Linked DNA regions of Mus musculus: all the other regions are linked to region 2. A link is a contact called in public HiChIP or PLAC-seq and promoter capture Hi-C data. All regions are on one chromosome and are shown on one strand. Each heading gives the region's core, a stretch centred on a gene start, on an enhancer-like site or on the middle of the called end of the contact. The rest is flanking DNA. Distances are from core to core; before and after follow the strand shown.

Region 1 (2,885 bases), core at 178-2,677, 670 kb before region 2:
AGTTGTATACAGAGAGAGAGAGAGAGAATGTAGAACCATAGAAAATAGGCAGTGGTGGTGTGCACCTTTAATCCCAGCACTGGGGTGGGGGTAGGGGGGTAGAGGCAGGCGGATTTCTGAGTTGGAGGCCAGCCTGGTCTACAAAGTGAGTTCCAGGACAGCCAGGGCTACACAGAGAAACCCTGTCTTGAAAAAACCAAACAGAAACAAAAACAAAAAACAAAAAAAGACAAAAAGAAAAGAAAAGAAAGCTTTGCATCTTAATGCACACTTGTAATCTCAGCACTGGGGAGCTGGGGCAGGGAGACTGCAAGTTCAAGGTCAGCCTGGAGTGCTACCTTAACAAAAAGGAAAAGTTGGCTGGAGAGATGGCCCCACAGTTAGGAGCACCTGCTGCTCTTACAGGGAACCCAGAGGGGTTCTAGCACCCACACGGCAGCCATTATCTGTAATTCCAGTTCTAGAGTATCTGATGCCCTCTTCTGGCCTCCATAGGTACTGCATGCACATTTTGTGTGTGTGTGTGTGTGTGTGTGTGTGTGTGTGTGTGTGTGTGTGTGTGTGTGTGTGTTCATATACACATACATACTGTGGTGGTTTGAATAAGAATGGCCCCCAGAGGCTCGCAGATTTGAATGCTTATTCACCGGGGAGTCATACTAATAGGAAGTGTGGCCTCGTTGGAAGAAATGTGTCACCCAGAGTGAGGTTTCAGACGCTCAAACCAGTCCAGTGTCTCTCTCTTCCTGCTGCCTGCCGAACTCCCGGCTATCTCTCCAGCACCATGTCAGCCTGCATGCCGATATGTTCCTGCCATGAAGATAATGGATTAACCGCTGGAACTGTAAGCCAGTCTCAAGTTAATGTTTTCCTTTGTAAGAGTTGTTGTGGTCATGGATTCTCTTCACAGCAATAGAACACTAAGACAAACACTCATGTCTTTTTTTTAAAATGGACATCACTACAGTCACTATTAATTAGACTTAGTAAGTGAAAAAATATCTCAAAGTAGATACAGCAAAATACAAAACATGTACTTAAAGAGATTTCAACAACTGGACAGTGGTGACCCACACCTTTAATCCCAGCACTCAGGAAGCAGAGGCAGATGGACCTCTGAGTCCAGCCTGGCCTACAGTGCAAGTTCCAGGATGGCCAAGGTTATACAGAGAAACCCTGTCTTGAAAAACAAAATAAAAGAAGCAAAACAGAACAAAACAAAAGATTTCAACAGGGAAACCACGGAGGGAAACCTTTGAACAAATGCAGTTTGTTGTACTCAGTCACGCCGCTGTAATCACTCAGTAAACTTGGGCGGTTTCCCCTGAGGAGCAGCTAGGGACAGCTCACCCATCCCCCCCATGATCCAGACACTGCTGTTGTTAGCTTTCTGTCTGTAGAAGAGGAACTGGAAAGCCTCACTCGCGGAGGATGCGGGCCCTGGGAGGGGCGGGCCCTGGGAGGGGCGGGCCCTGGGAGGGACGGGCCCTATAGGCACCTACAATGGGTCCTTCATTTCCTAAGAAGTTTGTGCAAGTTCGCGCTCTTTGTCCTGCTGTCCTCTGCCGGAACTCTGAAACAAACGTGGATGCAATAATGTAAAAGGCAGTCACCGAATGCTTAATTATACAAATGGAAGTTCTCAGGAAACCCTGAATCTACCAATTAGCTAAATAATTGCCCAGGGTGAAGTTTTAGCTCATCATTTTAAAATATTTTAAAATAAAATTTGGAACACAAGGAAGTACTGATTGGCATTAAGCAAATAGAGGGGAGGTCCAAATTGAATAATTCCAACAGTAAGTCTAATTATAAAGAGGAAATATACCCAAATATTGAAGAATGGCTAGCTCTACAGTTGACTTTAGTTTTCTTATTATCATTTGCTTTCAAATTATCTATAAAGGCCAAGTCTAATTTTGATAATAAGAACATTTAAAATATCCCAAGTCTACAGAATGCATCTCCAAACCAACATTAAAGTGGTGCCATTAAGAAACCACTGGGTATGGGCTGGAGAGATAGCTCAGTGGTTAAGAGCACTAGCTGCTCTTCCAGAGGTCCTGAGTTCAAATCCCAGCAGCCACATGGTAGCTCACAACCATCTGTGGTGCGATCTGACTCCCTCTTCTGGAGTGTCTGAAGACAGCTACAGTGTACTTATATATAATAAATAAATAATCTTAAAACAGGTGAGATAAGTTCAGTGGGTAAAAATGGCTGCTGCCAAGCTTGACAACCTGAGTTCGATTCCCGGGTCCTACAGTGTGGAAAGCATCAACTCCTGAAAGTTAATGTCTGCTCTTCATAGAGCTGCACACCATGGGATGTGCACACACATGTACACCAAAATAAATAAGTGAATATATTTATATAAATATATATAAATAAATATATATAAATCTCTGATCGCATTGGGGCTCCTCATGAGAAAACAACTGAGTCCCCAGGAAAAGTAGATACAGGGTAGGTTACCAGGGAGACAGGTTCATTTCAGGAGCTTTATCTAAAGTATGTAGTGGATCATGAATTTAAGCAGGTAGCACAGGCAGGTAGTTGGGGGATAAAGGGTGGAGGTGGTGTGGTTGGGGCAGTTTTGATTTGTAGAGTTCAAGCAGTCCAGCTTCCACCCAGCCTTCCAGCTTCCTTTCTCAGTGCTCTCTCTCTCTCTCTCTCTCTCTCTCTCTCTCTCTCTCTCTTACTCTCTCTTACACATACACACACACACACACACACCCCAGCAGTGGCAGCAGTAGCAGCAGTAGCAGCAGCAGCTTCCTCCTTCCCCTTTTTTTTTCCACTGTGATTGAGCCCTTATTGTCTACCAGCACCAGGTACTGTTATAGAAGCTGGGGCCTCCTCATCAAATGGACCAGTCCTGTGCC
Region 2 (3,215 bases), core at 553-3,052:
GGATCTAGCTGACCCCGGACAAGAAAGCTGGGGGTCAGCTGTCACCTCTCTACTCACTTCTGAGCCTTCTGAGGGGATAGATGACTCACCAACCTGGTATGGTAGAAACCTGGAGAGGTCAGGAGAAGGAAAGAGCAGCCCTCCCTGCCTGCTGACAGCCCTCCAACTCCCCTCATACCGTTGTGTCCTTGAGGTCATGGTCTCTGATGCATGGGGGAATCACGGGGGACAGCATTATAATGTTCCAAGTTTAAAGCAATGGGAGCCCATGGGGAGAAATCTAACCCAGAGACAGTGGTCCAGGAGAGCTTCCTGGAGAAGGTGGGTGGATTTTTGAGGGCAGGGGCAGGAGTTATCGCCTCTAACTCCAGTCACACAGGACAGCTCCATGGGAAAGGTCTTCTTGCCTCCTTTACAGCTGAAACTTATAATGGCCAGACCATGCCCCCCACTAGGATTCCCACTGAGGCATCACTCTCTGACTCTTGGGGAACCACAGGTATGTCGTGTCTCCTGCTGTAAAGGAGGCTATGGCTGGCTGTACTGTCCACTCAGGCGGAGCACTTGGAACAGACAGGAGGTTTAGAAAGAGTGGAATGTGAGCCAGGCCTCCTTGGGCAGCTAGAGCACACAGCATGTGTGTCTCCCAGCCAGAAGAGATCTGCTGGCTTCTGAAACTAGCCAGAGGTCACAGCTGCGCTGCTGAAGCCCAGCTTCTGGAAGCCAGGTAGTGAACGCCAGACTCCTTTGGGCACAGTCTGAACCAAGGGTTAGCGGGTTTTTTGGTTTTTTGTTTTGTTTTCTTGGTTTTTTTTTAATAGTTAGAATTCTTTGTTATTTGGGTTTTCTGAGACAAAGTTTCACTCTATACCCCAGGATGCCTTGGAACTTGCAGGAATCCTCCTGCTTCAGCTCCATGAGCGCTATGATTACCGGTCTGAGCCATCGCTCCTGGCTCTAGAGTTAAATTACCAGCTTCCTGGGGCTGGAGCAGGTGCTGCCTTGGAAACAGGCTAGAGCAAGGCTACACACCGAGGGCCTGCCCAGACAGGCCGGTGGGTGCACTACAGATAGGATCACGCTTCATTTGACAGATATCATGACTCAGAGCAGGGAAGGACAGCCTGGGTCACACAGCATGCCTGAGTCTGCGTCTAAGGTTGCAATGTCCCTGAGACTGTGGGGGCAGAGGACAGCTAAGAAAGCTGCTAAGGGCATCTACCAATACACTCCCGATCCTTCCCAGCAAAATTCGCGGCCTTCATTCCCTCGTTCAAAGACTCCCATTGCTTTGGTGCGCCCCTCACTCATATTTATTTAATTATTTACATTTATTTTGTGTATGTAAGCAATGGGGGAGGTGCCACTGTTAGCGCCAGGAGGTCAGAGGACAATTTGCAGGAGTTGATTCTCTTCTTCTACCGTGTTGTCTCCGGGATCATTGTCAAGCTTGGCGGCAAGTGCCTTTATCCACTCGACCCTCTCCTTCCCATCTATCGTTTTTTTCTTTCTCTTATTTTTGAACAAGACCCTTATCGTTCTACCTTTCACTCTTCCCATCGGTGAAACGGTATCCAGGTGCCTTTTAGCTGAGCTATCTAGAAGGCCATGGGATCCCGTAGCTAGAGAACGGGGAAAGGCGCTGGGCTGGGAGCCTTGGTGGGTTCTGAGTTTAGGAACACCGCGCGTGCAGCCTCGGAGCCGGTCCAGGTCCGGGAAGGGCGGGGTTGCGCTCTAGGGGCGTGGCGGTGGGCGTAGCCCCTCCGGCCCCGCCCCTAGACGTCGCGGGGAGGGCGGGGGAGGAGCGCAGCGGGCGCGCGCCGCCTGGCCCGGCGGAAAGTTTTCCTGGAGGAGTTTTGGCGGCGGTAGCGGCGTCAGTGGCGGCGGCGACAACCGGAGCGGGCCATGGACGCGCTCAAGTCGGCGGGGCGCGCGCTAATCCGGAGCCCCAGTCTGGCCAAGCAGAGCTGGGCGGGCGGCCGGCACCGCAGTGAGTGTATGCGCCCCGGGTCGGGCCTCCGCCGAGCTCCGGGCCAAGGTGGACTGGGTGGCTTCGTCCCGCCCCGCGCGGCGGGGCCGGGGGTCATGTCCGGCTGCACGTCTGGGGCAGGTCGACAGGGATCAGGCTTAACTCGGGGTCCCCAGGTGTGGCGCGAAGGGGACGTCTAGAGCCTCTCTACCCACTCCAGCACAACCTACAGGGTCCCCTCTGGACGCTGGAGTTTCGCAGGTCCCTGCCTCGAGGGGCGATCCCAGCCCGGGTGCCATTCAGGGTCCCGCTTCCTCCCCTCTGGACGCGTCCAGGTGGCGAGGCTGGAGCCCAGGCTATTTACAAACCCTGTTTTCCTCCGTACTTTTCCTTGGGGGCTGGTCCGAGTCCCTGGGCACCTAGGCAAAAGGCAGACTCAGACTCGCTGCCATTTCTCCCGGGAGTCTGGAAGGGTGGAGAGGAGCCTCCCCCAGCCACCTCTCGGGTTACTTTCGGAGAGCCGTCACCTGGCACCCTCCCCCGAGGCCTGAGAAACCTAGCTTAGGTCCCTCCTCCCTTTTCATTCGCGTGGGATGATCACCCAGGCCTTCCCTTTCTGATGTGAAGCCAAAGTACCCGGGCTCGCGGCACACCCTCACCTGCCACCTACCTGGGGCCCCCCACCTCTCCCACTAACAGTACCCCCTCCCCGCCCCCAGCTTCTCGTCAGCACCTTCCCTTGCCGGGCTCCACCAGGGGAGCCCGAGTTTCCTAGTCCCTGGAGCGCCAGCGTGTCTGGGCCTCGGGAGCCCGCCCTGCCCCTCCTCATTCCCACTGTGGTGTTCCAGTTGTGGGCTCCTCCTAGCCCTGACTGGCATCGGGAACGCGTGCTGGTGCCTACTGGCGGGGGTGGGGTCAGAGGCCCCTTGGGCAGGGCATGTACTGACTTCCACACTTAACTACCAAAATAGCCCTTCAAAAATTCGTGGGATGTGACCAGGGCTTCTGAGTGTGACCTTCTCTTCCAGTGGACGAACCCTGTGGTTTTTCTACTGGGACAAGAGAGAGAAGGGTGGGTGGGGAAGAGGTCTGAAGGGGAGGGAGCCAGGAAGCAGGGGATGAATCTAGGGCATCAGGGTACATTTTGGATGGTGAGAAGTTTCCCTTCCAGCTCCAGCCTTAAGGCCGATCACTTGTTCTTAGTGATTCTGTTTCCTATCCTGGAAAATAGGGATAAAATTCCTGC
Region 3 (2,904 bases), core at 124-2,623, 880 kb after region 2:
TTTTTGGGGTTTGGGGGGTTTGTTTGTTTTGTTTTGATACAGGTTCTTACTGTGTAGCCCTGGCTGGCCTAGAATTGGCTAAGTAGCCCAAGCTAGCCCTGAACAGAGATCCTCCTGCCTCTGCCTCCCTACTGCTAGGATTAGAGGCGTGAGTGACTTCTCTCCACTTAAAAATGTACTGCATTAAAATGTCTTTATCGGGGAAGGTTGTCCCTGTGCACATTTGTGGAGGTCAAAGGACTGCTTATGAGTTGGTTCTCTTCCACCACATGGGGCCTGGGGATCAGACTCAGGGAAGGCAAGCTCTTTTACCCATTGAGTCCATCCACGGACCCACCCCACACTCTTTTAAACACCAGTGTGCTCCTGACCTGCTGTGTGACTTCGGATAAATAGCTTAGGGTGTCTACTAGGATGGGGTGGAGTCTCAAAAAAAAAATCACAAGCTGCCTGAAGGTGGAGGTCGGAGATACTCAACACGACCTGGCCGGCAAAGCCTGGGTTCCATGGCCATAACCAAGCAAGGAAACGTAACAAAAAATAAATTCCCTATCAATGACGCCTGTCTTCGCTGGAGGCTTTTAATAAACGAGCCAGCTTGTCTTTCACCTGAGAGTAAGTCTCACGACACCTGGGGCCTAAAATCTCCTTAAGAGCAGGCCAAATCTTACTGGAGAGAATCCTGATCCCACCAGAACTGGATTTTGCCTTCTTTCCAGGGACTCCTGCTCAAGTCAGACCACAATCTGGTCTGCCACGGAAGAGGCGCGGACCTGGCCTGAAACCAGCGCCCTCAAGTGATAGGGCACAACAGACTAGGAAGGAGAAAAAAAAATGCGTATTAGGAAATCACCCTGGGGGCGCTGTGGGTCCTGGCGCTGGCTGGCTTGGGACCCGGGGATCACATGGAGACCCCAAAGTGTGGGCTCCCGTGATGTGCACAAGCTTTCGGAAGGGGGCGATCCTAAGGGCTTGGAGAGCTGAGAGCCAGAGGGCACAAGGCCCAGGCTCCTTCCACGCCTCAGTCGGGATCAGGCCCAGGACGTCCCATGTAAATGTGGGGTGGCAGCCCCTCCCCCTGGAGGGAGAAGGCACATCTGGGTTAACATCCCAAAGGCTGCTAGGACAGGACAACGGAGGCCCCAGCGAGGTCTGCAAAGCGGCACAAAGCCCGGGAAAACGGAACCCGCGGAGCCTCCGGTGGGCAGGGCCGACAGTGGGCTGGGGTCTCTCGTGAAGGCAAGGCTGACTCCCGGCGCGTTGGGGGCGGGGGTCCGCGCCGGGAATGCCGCGCCGTGGGGGGACTGGGCGGGGCTACTCAGGCCCCGCCCCCGCGCAGGTAGCCAATGGGCGCGGCGGCGCCGGGTGACGGAGCGAGCCGAAGTGCGAGTGCCGCGGCGGCGGCGGACGGCCCATCCAGAGCGCGAGGGGCTCAGGGGCGTGCGGGGGTCTCGGTGTAGCAGCAGGGACCCCGTGGCCCAGAGGCAGCGCTGCCCGGGGCCGCCGGGAGGAGCGCGGGCGGTCCGGCAGCGGCGCGATGCCGCTCGCCCAGCTCAAGGAGCCCTGGCCGCTCATGGAGCTGGTGCCGCTGGACCCGGAGGTGAGTGAGAGGGGCGGGGGTTGGGGGGACAGGCGGCGGCGGCCGGCCAGCCCGGATCCGCACCGGGGCGGGGCGGGGGCGGCCCGCGGCGTCTCTGCAGCCCCGCGGGGACGTGAGTGCCCTCCGGTCTCTAGCTCACTGTCCGGCTCCACCCCCTTGTGCTCCGGGTGTGCGTGTGTAGGGGATGGTTCTGCTGGGCTCTCAGTACCTCCCTGCAGTAGCCAGGAGAGGAATCTCCACGGTGTGTTGAGATCTGACACCTAGGACCCATCCCGCTTATCATCTTTTAGTAGCTGTGGGAGTTGCCCCAATCAGTGCAGAAGGGAGAAAGGCTTGGGTCAGATGTCTAGGCTTCTACTAGAGACAAGGATCATGGGAATCCGGTTTCTCACCTTAACCTCTCCCCAAGACCTCTCTTCGTTCCTCCACTTCTGACCTTAGGAAGGTAGCCCTGCTGAATCCCAGGCAGTTATGGAACGTGGGACGATACCACCTCTGGAGTTGGAGCCTGCTTTCCTTTGCCCTAAAGCTAATGACACCGGGTCTTCCTACTTCAGATTATGCTGAAGAGTGGGGAAAGTCCTTAGATCTTGTGAAGACTGTCTCTGTAGAAGAGACTCTGCCTCCGTCTTCCTCTCTCCCTCCTTCCTTTCCTGTAGAAAAAGGCTGAGCCCTTGGGCAGTATGGCTTCTGCCACCTAGCCTTTCCCAGAAGCAACTCCTGTCTTTTTTGAGGGCTTTGTGGTCCAACCCTGAGCATGCAGGAGGCCACTTCTGTGCTGTCCTGTCACCCTGGGATCAAGGTCAAGTTTTGAACCAGCAACTTTAAAACTTTCCCTGCTCTCCTGCTGCGAAGGAGGCAGGTGAAACTCTGCCTTCCTTCACTGGAGCTGTTTTGGGGTACAGGAGGCTGGGGTACAGGAGACCTCACTTGATCCCAGAACCTAGATGCTTTTTCTCCTGGCTTGAACCCCTTTACCTATGCTTGGTACCTCAGGTCAGTCACTGTGAGCCCTGTCTCTCAGGACCACGGGCAGAGAGAGGATCCACAGTGAGATCCCCAAGTCTCCAGGCACTCAGGGCATGCTGCCCCTTTAAAGGGATGGGCTACACTGGCTATTGGAGGGTGGGCGCGGCTGGATTAGGTAACCAACCTGAAGGCGCAATTTGGAGTAAATTGTTCTGGGATCCTTGCCACGGGGGTTTTACAGGCCCTACACAGGCGCTCAGAGGCTGTCTGGCTGACTCACCCTCCTAGGTGAGGAGCACTGCTCTCTGCAGCCCCTGGTGCTCCCCCCACACTCC
Region 4 (3,219 bases), core at 714-3,213, 750 kb after region 2:
GCCTGCGGGGGAAACCCAACCTTGTTGGAGGCTGACCAAGAGAAGCCTGGACGTTCACCTCGTCTTTCTTCTTCCCTTCAGAAGACCTCAACCACCAACGTATGAACCTCAAGAGCAACTGTATAAGGAACAGATATTGTTAACGGGAGCGGGTTGTATAAATAAAATGACTTTGGTTGATACACTCGGACAACTCCAAAAAGATCTAACAGTCCCTAGCTGGGAATAGGACACTCTTAATGATACTTAAAAATTACAGCTTAGTAGCACAAGGCTTGCCATAGTCTTTTTCATCCCTCAAAGTCCTATCTCATACTTTTTATGCGCATGCAAACATTCGTAGAAAAGAGAACAACAGTATTCCTCACAGTCATCTCCTATTCCATCGTCCATTTCTCTACACCATCATCTTTTTTCTGTCTTAGATACGCACTTGCTTATGAGCGTGCATGTATGTATGTATGCACAACTGCAGCGTGTGAACCACAAGAGATTCTACACACTTGTGGAGAAGACTGAATTCAGGATAAGCTGATGCCCCTGAAAGCAGGCTCTGTCCCTTTAAATGGGTTGTAGCTGTGGGGGAGGGGAACTGACCGGAGCTGGCATTGTCCAGTTTGAACTGAGCACCGGAAGTGAAGGGGCAGGGCCAGGGCCGTGCACTGAGCCCCGGGCCATTGTCCATCTCTGACCAGGGCAGTGGCCACCCCTCTGGTCCACCCTCTTTATCTTCTAGTAGGGAGTTTACCTCTTTAAATGAGAAGCCTCTCTCTATCCAGTCTTTTCACCAGTCATACTACCCGAAGGGTAGCTCAATTTAGGATGGTGACTGAGAACAGGAGGGTCTGGGAATTAGAGTGTCCCGGGTCTTGGAGGAAGTGCCTCCACCCACCAATCTATTCTCTTCCACCAACGGATGGGACAGGACGGGACGCGGCAGGCAGGGGCCCGATGAGAACACAGCTACCACAGAGGGCATTCTTCGAGGTTTCCACATGCTCTCTCAGGGAGCTGTACCTGGAAGCAACTTTAGGTGTAGGCTTAGGAGGGAGCGAAGGACTCTTTGCACAGAATCAACTAGGAGCTTGTTTCTCACTGGGACAAACCCAGAGAAACTGTTGTTGAAATTTGGAGATTGAGGCATCCAGTAGCACCCAGAGACAGGCCGAGTTTGAGAGGCAGCACCTAGGTTAAGACAGATCAGCTCGGTGGGGTCTCCAGCCGCTTCCTTGCACCCCTATCCCGGCTTCCTAATGTCCAGAACTCCAGGTCTATCTAAGCACACGGAGGTGGGGGGTGAGAGCAGGTCAGCGCCAAGCAGCCGGGTCAGCTCTGAGGCCTGAGGGGAAAGAGGGGGAGGGGCGCTGAGGGGCTGGGGGAGGGGGAGGGCTCATCCATTTCTCCCTTGACAGGTGGTTTGTGTTTCTGATTGGACAGCGCCACCAGGCTCACACCTCCCTCCCCCAACTCTCTGGAATGTATAATTATCTGCCCGGGGGGTGGGGGTGGTGTGTGTGTGTGTGTGTGTGTGTGTGTGTGTGTGTGTGTGTGTGTGTGTGTGTGGTCACGTGGTTATAAAACTACCCCCCCCCCGTTCCCCCCCACCTGTGTCCGCTTTGGATGCCCGCATTGAGTCCTCAAAGTGCAGGATCCCAAATTCTGGGGTACTGAAGACTTCCAGTGCAAAAGATCCCCATCTCCAGATGTGTGTATGTGGAGGGGGTGTCAAATCTCAAGGTTCTGGGAAGGGACACCCCAGAGGTGTCAGAGACCAGAGCAGTGGGGGAGGGCCGAAGCCAGAGCCAGAGGGAAAGGGAGGGGTAAGGAGAGAGGGGAGGGGAGGGGGCTGCCCGCGGGGGGTTGGGTCATTGTCTTTTAGAATTTGGGAGCCTTTGAAAAGCCGTGGGCCCTCCCACCGCTATTGTGCGGGGGAAGATGTAGCAGCCTCTTCTCCGAACCACCCCTTTGCCTCCGGACTTCTCTGGGGCCAGCAGCCGCCCGACCTGGGGCCCGGGGCCACGGGCTCAGCAGACGACCATGGGCTCGGTGTCCAACCAGCAGTTTGCAGGTTCGAGCTTGCGATTCAGCGGGCACACCTTAGGGTGCAGGGAGCCCAATGTCTAAATAGAAGGGAGGTGGGAAAGTGTCCCACGGACTTGTCCGCGGGACCCCCAAGTCCCTATGGCCTCCTGCTTCTGGGGGCCATCTCTGGACTAGGGAACCCTGGTGTTCCAGTGGCTTGTACACCGAGCCCGTGGGGGCGGAGGGAGAGAAGAGGAGGGGCCTGTCCCTCCGCGTGTGCACGGGCAACTTGTTGTGGGAAGACAAGCAAAACTTTTGGGGCGTCAGCATCCTCTGTGTAAGCTTGGGGAGGCAGCCAGGACAGGTTTCTTCTTACCAGCTGCTTGGTAGCTGCCTCCTCCTGGGTGTCTATCCGCGGGCTGACCACCGAGATCTCCCAGACGGGTCCCTGAGAGGGCCTGCGATCCCTTGGCCCCCAGCTGATCACCTGGCCCTCCCTATCTCCAGGTGGCTGCGCCAAGGCAGCGGAGAAGGCGCCAGAGGAGGCGCCGCCTGACGCGGCCCGAGCGGCAGACGAGCCGCAGCTGCTGCACGGGGCCGGCATCTGTAAGTGGTTCAACGTGCGCATGGGGTTCGGCTTCCTGTCTATGACCGCCCGCGCTGGGGTCGCGCTCGACCCCCCGGTGGACGTCTTTGTGCACCAGGTGAGACTCATTCTGGAACTTTGCTAGGGGAAAAAAAAGAAAAAGGCTGGGAGTTCCGAGGTACGGCCTTGGCTGGTGGCCCCTCCTGTCGGATTGGAGGAGATAAATACCCCTCATTGTGCGTCCCCATATTTTTCGGGACACCCCAGTTTTGAGTTTGTAGTAACTGCAGTTGTGCGAGGAGGCACTGCTGACTACCAGCACCCCCTCCCCGCCCCCTTCCGGGAACCCCTCCGGCTTACCACGTGTCTATTACCTCTTTCCCCTGGGAAGGGAGCAGGGGGCAGGGAGGTGACCCCATGTGGCAGAAACTAAGGTTGTATTGTGCTTGCCGGTGGGGGAGGGCCAGCAGGCCGACCAGGGAAGCACATGCAGGGCCTGAGCCGGGCGTTAGCGCCCTGAGTTCTAAAGGTCTGAGTCTAATTCATAGGGAGGAGAGAGTGTGAGCCATTTGCTACCCAACCTACGGGCGTGAACCTGCGACGTCAGGTTC
Region 5 (3,139 bases), core at 284-2,783, 670 kb after region 2:
GTGAGCCACCACGTGGTTGCTGGGAAATGAACTCAGGATCTCTGGAAGAGCAGTCGGTGCTCTTAACTGGTGAGCCATCGCTCCAGCCCCTTAAATTTATTTTTAGTTTTTCTTTTCTTTTTTTTTTAAAGATTTATTTATTTATTATATGTAAGTACACTGTAGCTGTCTTCAGACACTCCAGAAGAGGGAGTCAGATCTCGTATGGATGGTTGTAAGCCACCATGTGGTTGCTGGGATTTGAACTCCTGACCTTCGGAAGAGCAGTCGGGTGCTCTTACCCACTGAGCCATCTCACCAGCCCAAAATGTGTAGCCCAGGCTGGCCTCAACCAGCGAGACAGGGTTTCTCTGTATAGCCCTGGCTGCCCTGGAACTCACTCTGTAGACCAGGCTGGCCTGGAACTCAGAAATCCGCCTGCCTCTGCCTCCCAAGTGCTGGGATTAAAGGCGTGCGCGACCATGCCCAGCTTGAAATAAAGTCTTAAGCTTGAAAATGGCTCAGAGGTTAAGAGCAATTGCTGCTCTTGAAGAACCTCGGTTTGGTTCCCAGTAACTGCATCGCAGCTCAGAACAGAACCTCTTGTAACTCCAGTTCCAGGGACGGTGATGCCTTCCTCTGGCCTCCTTTGACACCAGACATGCATGTGGTACACATACACACATGCAGACACATATATGTATGAAATGATAATAATAAATATATAATATATATAAAGGTCTTTGCCCCCACTGGCCTTGAACTGGCTCTAAAGTCCAGGCTGACTTTGAACATGTGCTCCGCCTGTTTCAGCCTCCTGAGTAGCTTTACACGTCTGCAGACCACCAGGCCCAGCTTCTATTTTGTTTAGTTATTTGTTTTTTGTTTTTGAGACAAGAGTCTCACTCTGTTAAACCAGGCTGGCCTCAAACTTTGCTGGGATTAAAGGTGTGAGCCACCACTCCTGGCTTTGTTTTATTTTACTTTTTTTAATTTAAGGTAAAGTTTCGCTGATTTACCCTGGTTGGCCTGGGACTCGCAATGTAGCCAGATAGGCTTCGTACTCCAGTCCTCTCTCCTCGGCCCCTACATAGAGTGCAGGCCTATGTCACAACCCATTAAGTCTGTAAAGATACGGTTGTCGCCTCCGGTGAGGGTTACAAACGTGTCCTTTGTTTCTTCATCTGAAGGACCAAACTGAGTGCTGCCCTAGGCAGTTATCACTCGACACACCAGGCGACAGCCTGATAGCTGCGCGACATCCTCCTAATCCTTTGCTGGGCACGTTGGCACTAAGAAGGTTAGTGCGCCCAAAGCCCGCCCCAGGATTCCGCCGCCTGTCCCGCCTCCACGCGCGGACACGGTGAGTATGGTCCCCACTTCCCTCCTGAGCCAAGTCATGCATGTCGCCGACCCTCGGAGTCAGGACGAGGGCCGCGGCCTGCGGGAAGACTTAGCGGGGCAGAAAGGCCCGGAGATGGCACTCACCACGGGGCCAGCGAGCCGTCCCGCGGCGCCGCCATCTTGTTGTCTCGGGGTTTCCCAGGCGACCAGGACCCGAGCACTTCTCATTGGCTAATTCCGAGAGGCTCTCTAACGAACCAGAGGGCAGTGAAGACGGGCATAGGGTTGCACGTGAGACTTCAAATCCCAGAATGCACCGCTCTAAGAGGTCAGAGGGCGTTCTTGAGGCCGGGTCTTGAGTTCAAGAGATTGGTCCCTAGAAGCCTCTAGACCTGAAGATGTTGAACCCGACGTTGTCAATATTGTGCTATTTGATCTTGAAGAAATCATGTTTCCTTTGTTTTCCCACCTGATCATGCAAAGATGAATGGAAATGATGCAGGTGACTTAATAAATATTTAAATCTCATTTCCCCCCTCTAATTTATGGACTAGATGATGCACTGCAGGAAAGTTCTAATTCTAGTTCCTAAGTAGAATAATTGGGTGACCCTTCACTTCCAGTATGACGAGTAATTTCCCCTCCCTCAGCCTCATAGCTAGATGGCTCAACGGGTACTAAGTCTTGGTCTTACTACCAAGCTGAAGACCAAGTTCGATCAGGTCACACATGGCAGGAGAAAACGGCTCCTGGATCTGTCTTCCGATTTCTGCAGGAGCACTGTCCAGATGCAACACGAAATAAGTGACCAAATAGATATTAACTGAAAACTAAAATTATCCTAATAGCACCAAAGTACTAGAGATACTTTAGTTAGGACTGCACTGGGTCCTCACCTGTACAGACAGGGTAACTTTGAGCACATTCACATCTCCTTTTCTTCGCTTGTAAAATGAAAATACGGCCTACCTGACAAGGTTGCTGGGATTGGCCATTAGGAGGGTAATGCAAAGTACTTATCAAACACCTCTATAGATGTTTTCAAAATATTTCTTGCCAGGTGGTGGTGGCACTTGTCTCTAATCCCAGCAGGAGACAGAGGCAAGAGGATCTCTGAATTCGAAGCCAGCCTGGTCTACAGAGTGAGCCCCAGGACAGCCAAGGCTACAGAAAGAAACCCTGTTTAGAAAAACAAAACCAGGTCAGGTGTGGTGGCTCCCGCCTTTAATCCCAGCACTTGGGAGGCAGAGGCAGGCAGATTTCTGAGTTTGAGGCCAGCCTGGTCTACAGAGTGAGTTCCAGGCCAGCCAGGGATACACAGAGAAACCCTGTCTTAAAAAAAACACAAAGAAAAAGAAAAACATAGAGCCGGGCATGGTGGCACATGCCTTTAATCCCAGCACTTGGGAGGCAGAGGCAGGTGGATTTCTGAGTTCGAGGCCAGCCTGGTCTACAGAGTGAGTTCCAGGCCAGCCAGGGATACACAGAGAAACCCTGTCTTTAAAAAAACACAAAGAAAAAGAAAAACATAGAGCCGGGCATGGTGGCACATGCCTTTAATCCCAGCACTTGGGAGGCAGAGGCAGGTGGATTTCTGAGTTCGAGGCCAGCCTGGTCTACAGAGTGAGTTCCAGGGCAGCCAGGGCTACACAGAGAAACCCTGTCTGGAAAAAAAAAAAAAAAAAAGGAAGAAGAAAAACATGAAGACTCTAATCCAGAGGTCTCAACCTGTGGCTTGTGACCCAGTTTGGGGCCCCATACCTGATATCCTGCATATTAGATAGTAGCAAAAATACAGTTATGAAGTAGCAATGGA
Region 6 (3,260 bases), core at 248-2,747, 860 kb before region 2:
GCAATGGTGCCCATGGGTGACTTGCAGACAACACCCTAGGCCAGATCAGTTTCCTGTTAGGATGAAAAACACCCTAGGGCCTAGAACACAGTGAATGAGATGGGCCCCACATATACTCAACTCTTCAGATATAGGTAGGAAACCACTCTTGGACCAGCCGGTACTCAATTTTGGGAACACAGAGGTGAGTCAGACTCAGATCTGGTCCTGGAAGAGCCAGTCTAGGATAAGTATGGTAAGATTGGGATGAGGGGTGGTTGAAAATGGCAGAGTAATTTCCTTCTTGCTGACGCTCTCAAGGACGAGTAGACAGCGATGCTCAAAGCTAGGAGGTGCGTGGACACTGGACATCGAGGAAAGTTGCCAAGAGAGTATAGGTGCTTGCTCCTGAGAGCCCTAGGGGAGAGAGTTGGAGTTGAGAAACACTTGGGAGTTCAGTGGCTGAAAACCTTTGTGTTGTGGTGGTGGGCTGGCTACCTCCTAGTGACAGGGGACCTGTGATCAGCCTCTCTTTTCTGAACCGCTAAAGGGATGGGTCTATCTTGAGAGGAGAGGGTCAGCCCAGGCCAGGGCCAGCAGACAGGGCAGGAACACAATATTGACAACATTATTACCCCAGCAGGTATCTGGGTAAGAAAGTGTGCTGGTGCCTCAGGGTTCGGGTATCAGAGAACTGAATAGGGCTTTGAAAGCCCGGGTAGGTTTTTACCCGTTCCATCTGCTCCCTTCACAATTCTGAGAGAAATGCAGATCACTCAAGGAAATAAGGAGAGACGTCCGTCGATTCAGGGGTGTCCTTGTGGAGTCTGGAGCTCACCTGAGGGTCTGGGAAGGTCCACTGGAGAAGGAAACATAACCTCCCTTCATAGACACAGAGCTCTGAGCTGCCCCATGAGGCAGGTAGGGTGAAGCCCTGCAGCTTGGAAGCATAAGAACGGGAATTTGCGACCACGTGGGCACACTCCAAGCCCTGCGCTCCTGACCATGATGCCCACCTCCACCCATTGGGAAAGGTCTTGGGAGGGTCGTATCCTTTAAGACTCGATGGTGGTCACGGGGTGGCCCTATCTGCTCCAGATCAGCACAACTATCTACTTTGTTCATACCTCACAACGGTCTTTCTCTCCCTTAAGGTGTGTTCTTGACGTTCCTCTGATGCTGCGGTCCCGGGAGCCATCCTTAAATCCTATCTAGTCATTCCTCCTGCCGTGCTTCAGCGGTTGGTCACGCTGCCCAACCTGATTTCCGTTCCAGGGCTATGGAAAACACCATGCTGGCCACAGCCCCCTAAACATGGGTGTGAGAGAGGAGCCAAGTCAATTTGCAAGTCGAATGACCCTGAAGCCGTGGGACTTCAGCGAGAGAGTTCGCTCAAACCGTTAACTCCCCCAGTCCTGGAAGTTAGGGAAAACGGTCTCTTTCAGATTGGTAGGTCGGCTGTCTCCAAGGTGACCCACATGTGCTGCTTCAGCTGGTTGGGTTAAAGTGTTAAAGAGAGGCGGGTCTGCGTGGACTCCGCCCAATAGGAGAGCTCGCCACTAAGCCATGTGGTCACAGGAGGGCCAATCAGAGCCTTGCAAGGACTACTGCTCCTGGGGCATAGGGGGGCAGCAAAATCGCTTTGAGAGTTATCAAAAATAGTACTTCTAGTCCTAGGTCGTTGTGAGCGTTGGAAGGGACACACGTAGCCACCCTCACACCCAGTCACACACTTGAGGCCCTTAATGGTTTGTCGTTGGACTAGAAGCTCTCTCGGACTCTGGTCACCTACCCCAGAGAAGATCGCAACTGGCTCTCTTCTGTTTCTTAAGCTTTGAGCCTCGCACAACCTAGCAAGGACTGGTGCTGGCAGGACCACGGGCTTCTCACCTCATGGGCCCAGGCAGGACGAAGCGGCTTCCTCAGCCATACAAGCACGGATGCCCTAGCTCAGTTTTGAACTTGGGTTTGTATTCCAAAGGAAGCCTGAGGCAGGAAGATTGGAAATTCAAAGGCCAGCTTAAGCTACATACCAAGACCCTGTGTCAAACAAACAAACAAACACCAGAAAAGTCTAACTGAGCCTCACATTCAGGTCTGGTGTGGATGGCTATTTCACGTATGTTCTCTTGGCTCATTGCAAGCCTAGAACCGCAGAGAGGGCATATCTTCTTAACACGGTAGGCCATGATAGGCAAGAACTGGTGAGACCATTTCCTAACGTCTCCTTGCCCGGCTGCCTGATGTCATGAGTGGGTTCCCCAAGTGACACTGCTTAAGCCAGGACAAACCATCTGTTCTCCCAGAGGAGTATTTAAGAGAACAGTGGGAGTCTGGGGGCTCCCCCTGACAGACCTGTGGGGTTCTCCCAGCCTTCGAGGTTGGTGGGGTGGCAGTGGACATCACAGACTCAGGAACCAGAGCTACGCAGTGAGACCTCATCTCAAAAACCCAAGCAAGCAAGCGAACAAAAATATGAATACTAAATAAGGTAGAGGGCTATCGGGGAAGACATCCAGTGTTGACCTCTAGCCTCCACACAGACACACTGTGTGCAACTGCATATGTAAGCCTACCACACGAAGGAAGGAAGGAAGGAAGGAAGGAAGGAAGGAAGGAAGGAAAGAAGGAAAGAAGGAAAGAAGGAAAGAAGGAAAGAAGGAAAGAAGGAAAGAAGGAAAGAAGGAAGGAGAAGGGGAGGGAGGGAAGGAAATTAGGAAGTTAGGAAGGAAAGAAGGAAGGAAGGAAGGAAGGAGATTGGGAGAGAAAGAGAAGCACCAAAGGAGGGAAGGAAGGAGAAGTTAGGAAGGAGGGAAGGAAGGAGAGAGGGAGAGAGGAAAGGAAAGAAGGAAGGAAGGAAGGGCTTGACAGTTTGGAAAACTGAGTTCAAGGGGGGATGGATTTTTCTAAGTTACCTGACTCTGGATTCCACACTGCCCTCCAGATCAATAACTCACTTTTAATAAGCTACTTGAGTTTAAACTCATCTCACCAATCTGCTCTTGCATGAGAGTGAATGAAATCAGCAAATGTTCTGCTCTGTTCTTCACGGCTCTATGCCTCCGGGCCTTTCTGCACCTCTCTGCATCTGTACACTCCCTGAGGGCACAGATTTCCTCCCTGCATCCTACATCCCCTTGGATCTCAGTAGCAATGCCCATGTGATCCCACAGAGCCCCTGCTACAACGATGGCTCCTGTGCTGAAGCCTCCTCAGATGCCATCCTTCCACTCCTCACAGGCCTCCTGGGAATGAGGCATATTCATTTCTGTGGACAGATG
Region 7 (3,293 bases), core at 286-2,785, 800 kb after region 2:
ATTATGTGGCTATAATACAGAGCCCTACAATTAAGGCGGGAATGAGAGGCTGGAGGCAGCAAACGGAATCTGCCGGGCAAGCAGGGCTGTTGAGGCCTGGCTGACTTTCTCTTAAGATTGGAGTACAGTAGCGGTGATTAATGGGGCTGGTATCTTCCAGCCCCAGGACCTGTATTCTGGGAAAGGTGCACAGGGTGGGGTGGAGGATGGCTGCCTCGGGAGCCACTGTGGGCGTGGAAAGGAGAGGCAGATCCACTGTTGTCCAGAGGCAAAGGCTGAAAAATGCTTGATTTGAATTCGCAGATGTCTGCTTTCTGCTGCCATGGCTATTACAAACTAGCTTCAACCCTTGCCTCAGAAATTAAGATGGGACCTATTTTGTGCCTTCCGCCTGAGCACCAAACACCCTATTGCAGATGTTAGCCAGTTGTGTTATGGATGTCAAAAAGAATTTAAAATTTTCTTTTTGAGATACAAGGTTTGTGTGGTAACTGCAAACGAGAGAAGGTTTTGCTTTACTGCTGCAGTTGGCCCCCTCCATCGGGTGCACTCAGCTAGCTCTAGAAGGCCGGACTTTGGGCGGGGGTGGCCTGGAAGGGCCCCTCTGCCATCACACCTGTTCATCTACTTGTTTCCTAATCTTCCGGCGCTTCCCTTCAACCGCCTTTTCCTCACGCAACCGAGAGCAAGCCAGCTCGATGGTGTGTGAGGCGGGCTTTAGCCAGCTGTGGCATCTGCAAAGCCCAGGTTCCATGGCCTCTGCTGAGTGGGGGCAGCTGGGTAGCTGCAGCCCAGACCCAGAGAGCCGAGTGGGAGGGGCGTGCTCCCGGGCTGGGGCGCCGGCTTTTCTCCACCATTCTGTGACAGGGGCCAGAGGGGATTTAAGGAAGCTACCAGGCAGATGTTGGGGGGCTGTTTAACGTTGGGGAGGCGGCTCAGCAGTAGGTGCTGAAAGGACAGCTCCTACCTGCCCCGCTGTACCCGAAAGGCATCCCTGTGTGGAAAGTCTCCCCTCCCAGCCCACACCTCCACATCCCGTGGACTGCTTTCCAGGTGAGCACACCGAGGGACTCCCCAAGGTGGCAACTCAAAAGGATGCACGTCCGACTGCGCCAAGCTTAGCCTCCCGGCTCTCAGCCCACGGGAGCCCGTGGTCCCCGGGGCTGCGGCCGGCGCGCTTCCCGCCGCCTCTGGAGCTGGGCGGCGCGGCCAGGCCTCACAAACCCCTCTGCTGGGGCCCCGGCGGGAGCAGGAAGGAAAGCGGCCGAGATGTGCCCAGTGTCGCACGGCTTGGAGAAGTGGGTAGAAGGGTTGCATAAGGTGGAAGGAACTTGGTAGTTTGCAAAAGCCAGGTCTGGGCGGGAGCGGAACCCCAAGCCTGCCGCCTCGCGCGCCCCTCATTTATTACCTCCGACTCCGAGGCGCGCCCCCTCCCCCAAGGCGCGCCGCCGTCTCGAGCGCCCTCCCCCTGCACCCCCTCCTCACTCCAGAGGAGGTGAGTTTAAACCCCGCCCACGTGACCCCAACTGGGCCAATGAGCGGCGACGGGAGGTGAAATCCGGTTCTAACCGGTCCGGGGCTCCCAGCGCTATAAAAACTTTATAAACCCCCCGGAGCCCGAGCAGTGTGAGGAAGCAGCGAGGACGACCCCCGGACGGAGCAAACCCGCGCGCCGCTGTATCCCCGTGCTCAGCGCCGACGTCCCCTGCCGCCACCATGCCCAAAAGAAAGGTACGTGGCGCGAGCGCGCGGGCGCCCCGGGACCACCGCCAGCCTCGGGCTCGGGACTCGGCGGTAGGTCGGGCGCGGCGCGAGGTTCCAGCCCGAGTCCGGCTGCGGGGCGAATCGTGCGAGGCGCGCTGCCCGCGGGCGCCAGAAGCCATATTGGAGGCTCGGTGGCGGTAGCAGGAGGAGCCATGTTGGCAGCTGTTTATCCCGCTCCCTGTGGCCGCCCGCGCCCCCTCCCCCACCGGCAGCCCCCTCCCCTCCTCCCTTCCTCCCGCGGGCGAGCGAGCGAACGAGCGGGCGATTCAAACCCGAAAGGGCGGGAAGGCGGCGCTCGGCTGGGCGGGCGGGGGAGCGCGCTGCCGCCAAAACTGCGTCCGCGAGGGGCGGGCCCGCGGCGTGGCTCCGCCCTCCCCGGCCGCCCACGTTCCGGGCGCACGAGACGCGCGCCCCCGCCCACGGCTTCCCCGAGCTCCCGCCCTCGACGGCTGCCATGGCAACGGCGCCAGGCGCCGCCTCCGGAGAGGTTTGTTTGCACAATCTGCAGCTGTTAATGCCTGGCGCTGGTGGCTCCGAGCGCCTGTGGGGCCAGGCTCCAGCTTCTCCCGCGCTCTGCGGCCAGCCTGCCCGGTCTTCCGTGCGTCTCGGACTTTAGTTGGGCCTTATCCCCGTTAAGGCTTCTTATATAAAACTTGGGTGTATGCGTTTTTAGAATGGGGTCTGACGGTTGCTGTTAAGTTCCGGTTCTCTGAGATTTGCCTCCGAGGTTACAAGTTTTGGTCTTTTTATCATTTTGTAGGCTGAAGGGGATGCTAAAGGAGACAAAACCAAGGTGAAGGACGAGGTGAGTCTTATCCATTGAGGGCAACGCACAAAGCCTTGCGTAGTAGCTACCAAGGTTCTGTGGTAGTAAATGACCACGAATTGTCTCATTAACTTTTCTTTAATGTGAAGCTGACTAGTGAGGAGACCTGTGCTTATTCCTCTTACTTTCTTTTTTAATAGCCACAGAGAAGATCTGCGAGGTTGTCTGCTGTAAGTGTATGCGTCTATTTCCTGATCTTTACCTGATACTGGGAACCACTTGGGGGCGGATCTCTGTGATCCCGTTGCATTATATATGGTGGCTGTTGCACATCTAGAGGTGTTTGCTGTTGTCCCACGTTCTGATGCTTAAGACTAAAGTGAAAGATGGCTTTTACATTGTAAAAGAAAGGTGATCCTGAGAACTAGTTTTCTAAGCTGTGGTTTGATGGGTTGTTTCTTGGGTCTGTGGTACTAATGGTTTCCTCTTCTCCCTCCCCCACTTTTCCAAAATAAGAAACCTGCTCCTCCAAAGCCAGAGCCCAAACCTAAAAAGGCCCCTGCGAAGGTAAGCCAGCCTGAGACACCGCGGTGCTAATTCTAGACTAGGAATTTTCAGAGAACTGTCCTTCCCCACCCTAGCCTAATTCAACGTGAGATGACTCCTTTAGTGGATGCCCTATGCTATTCTGATTGATAGCCTTGTTCCTGAGAACTTGTCCTGTTAGTGTCCTTGGCAGCAGTTATAGAAAACTACAATTGAC

Evidence for each region. Promoter capture Hi-C pulls out the DNA fragments that hold promoters and counts their contacts. HiChIP or PLAC-seq counts read pairs in DNA pulled down with a chosen protein or histone mark.
Region 1: a promoter capture Hi-C map of liver shows a contact between it and region 2, with 2.2 times the contacts expected there. The contact joins the enhancer-like site here to the promoter of Ldlrap1 in region 2. A contact is called at or near these places in 2 of 39 promoter capture datasets (the C10 cell line and liver) and 2 of 115 datasets of contacts at active chromatin or transcription factors (astrocytes and memory CD8 T cells).
Region 3: a contact with region 2 is called in an H3K27ac HiChIP or PLAC-seq map of microglia, with 4 times the contacts expected there. The contact joins the promoter of Rps6ka1 here to the promoter of Ldlrap1 in region 2.
Region 4: a contact with region 2 is called in an H3K4me3 HiChIP or PLAC-seq map of embryonic stem cells, with 9 read pairs. The contact joins the promoter of Lin28a here to the promoter of Ldlrap1 in region 2. A contact is called at or near these places in 2 of 39 promoter capture datasets (cranial neural crest and liver), 1 of 484 Hi-C or Micro-C datasets (B cells), 1 of 115 datasets of contacts at active chromatin or transcription factors (embryonic stem cells) and 1 of 9 other capture datasets (pancreatic islet).
Region 5: a contact with region 2 is called in a promoter capture Hi-C map of the HPC-7 cell line. The contact joins the promoter of Ubxn11 here to the promoter of Ldlrap1 in region 2. A contact is called at or near these places in 1 of 39 promoter capture datasets (the HPC-7 cell line) and 1 of 115 datasets of contacts at active chromatin or transcription factors (memory CD8 T cells).
Region 6: a promoter capture Hi-C map of stem cell-derived epiblast-like cells shows a contact between it and region 2, with 3 times the contacts expected there. The contact joins the promoter of 1700029M20Rik here to the promoter of Ldlrap1 in region 2. A contact is called at or near these places in 2 of 39 promoter capture datasets (hippocampal neurons and stem cell-derived epiblast-like cells).
Region 7: a promoter capture Hi-C map of liver shows a contact between it and region 2, with 2.1 times the contacts expected there. The contact joins the promoter of Hmgn2 here to the promoter of Ldlrap1 in region 2. A contact is called at or near these places in 1 of 39 promoter capture datasets (liver) and 1 of 115 datasets of contacts at active chromatin or transcription factors (memory CD8 T cells).

The regions. Positions count from the first base shown.
Region 1 is chr4:135,437,958-135,440,842 of GRCm38.p6, reverse strand. No RefSeq gene overlaps it. Among named protein-coding and RNA genes, the nearest start is that of Rcan3, 5.6 kb to the right of the region's middle. Within about 2 kb of position 1,427, at least 248 of the 459 cell types and tissues checked have an H3K27ac peak or open chromatin away from gene starts, as enhancers often do. A contact at or near this core is called in liver and memory CD8 T cells, where this site is marked.
Region 2 is chr4:134,766,591-134,769,805 of GRCm38.p6, reverse strand. It overlaps Ldlrap1 (low density lipoprotein receptor adaptor protein 1), which reads left to right and starts at 1,802. Exons shown (of 9, transcript NM_145554.2): 1 at 1,802-1,990. The coding sequence starts at 1,906.
Region 3 is chr4:133,886,266-133,889,169 of GRCm38.p6, reverse strand. Rps6ka1 (ribosomal protein S6 kinase polypeptide 1) reads left to right here and starts at 1,373. Exons shown (of 22, transcript NM_009097.5): 1 at 1,373-1,600. The coding sequence starts at 1,538.
Region 4 is chr4:134,017,560-134,020,778 of GRCm38.p6, reverse strand. It overlaps Lin28a (lin-28 homolog A (C. elegans)), which reads left to right and starts at 1,963. Exons shown (of 4, transcript NM_145833.1): 1 at 1,963-2,068; 2 at 2,530-2,726. The coding sequence starts at 2,038.
Region 5 is chr4:134,100,977-134,104,115 of GRCm38.p6, reverse strand. It overlaps Ubxn11 (UBX domain protein 11), which reads right to left and starts at 1,533. Exons shown (of 15, transcript NM_026257.3): 1 at 1,468-1,533.
Region 6 is chr4:135,624,892-135,628,151 of GRCm38.p6, reverse strand. It overlaps 1700029M20Rik (RIKEN cDNA 1700029M20 gene), which reads right to left and starts at 1,497. Exons shown (of 2, transcript NR_027909.1): 1 at 1,107-1,497; 2 at 1-396.
Region 7 is chr4:133,966,233-133,969,525 of GRCm38.p6, reverse strand. Hmgn2 (high mobility group nucleosomal binding domain 2) reads left to right here and starts at 1,535. Exons shown (of 6, transcript NM_016957.3): 1 at 1,535-1,731; 2 at 2,525-2,569; 3 at 2,731-2,760; 4 at 3,047-3,097. The coding sequence starts at 1,717. It overlaps Dhdds (dehydrodolichyl diphosphate synthase), which reads left to right. Exons shown (of 9, transcript NM_001362959.1): 9 at 1-498.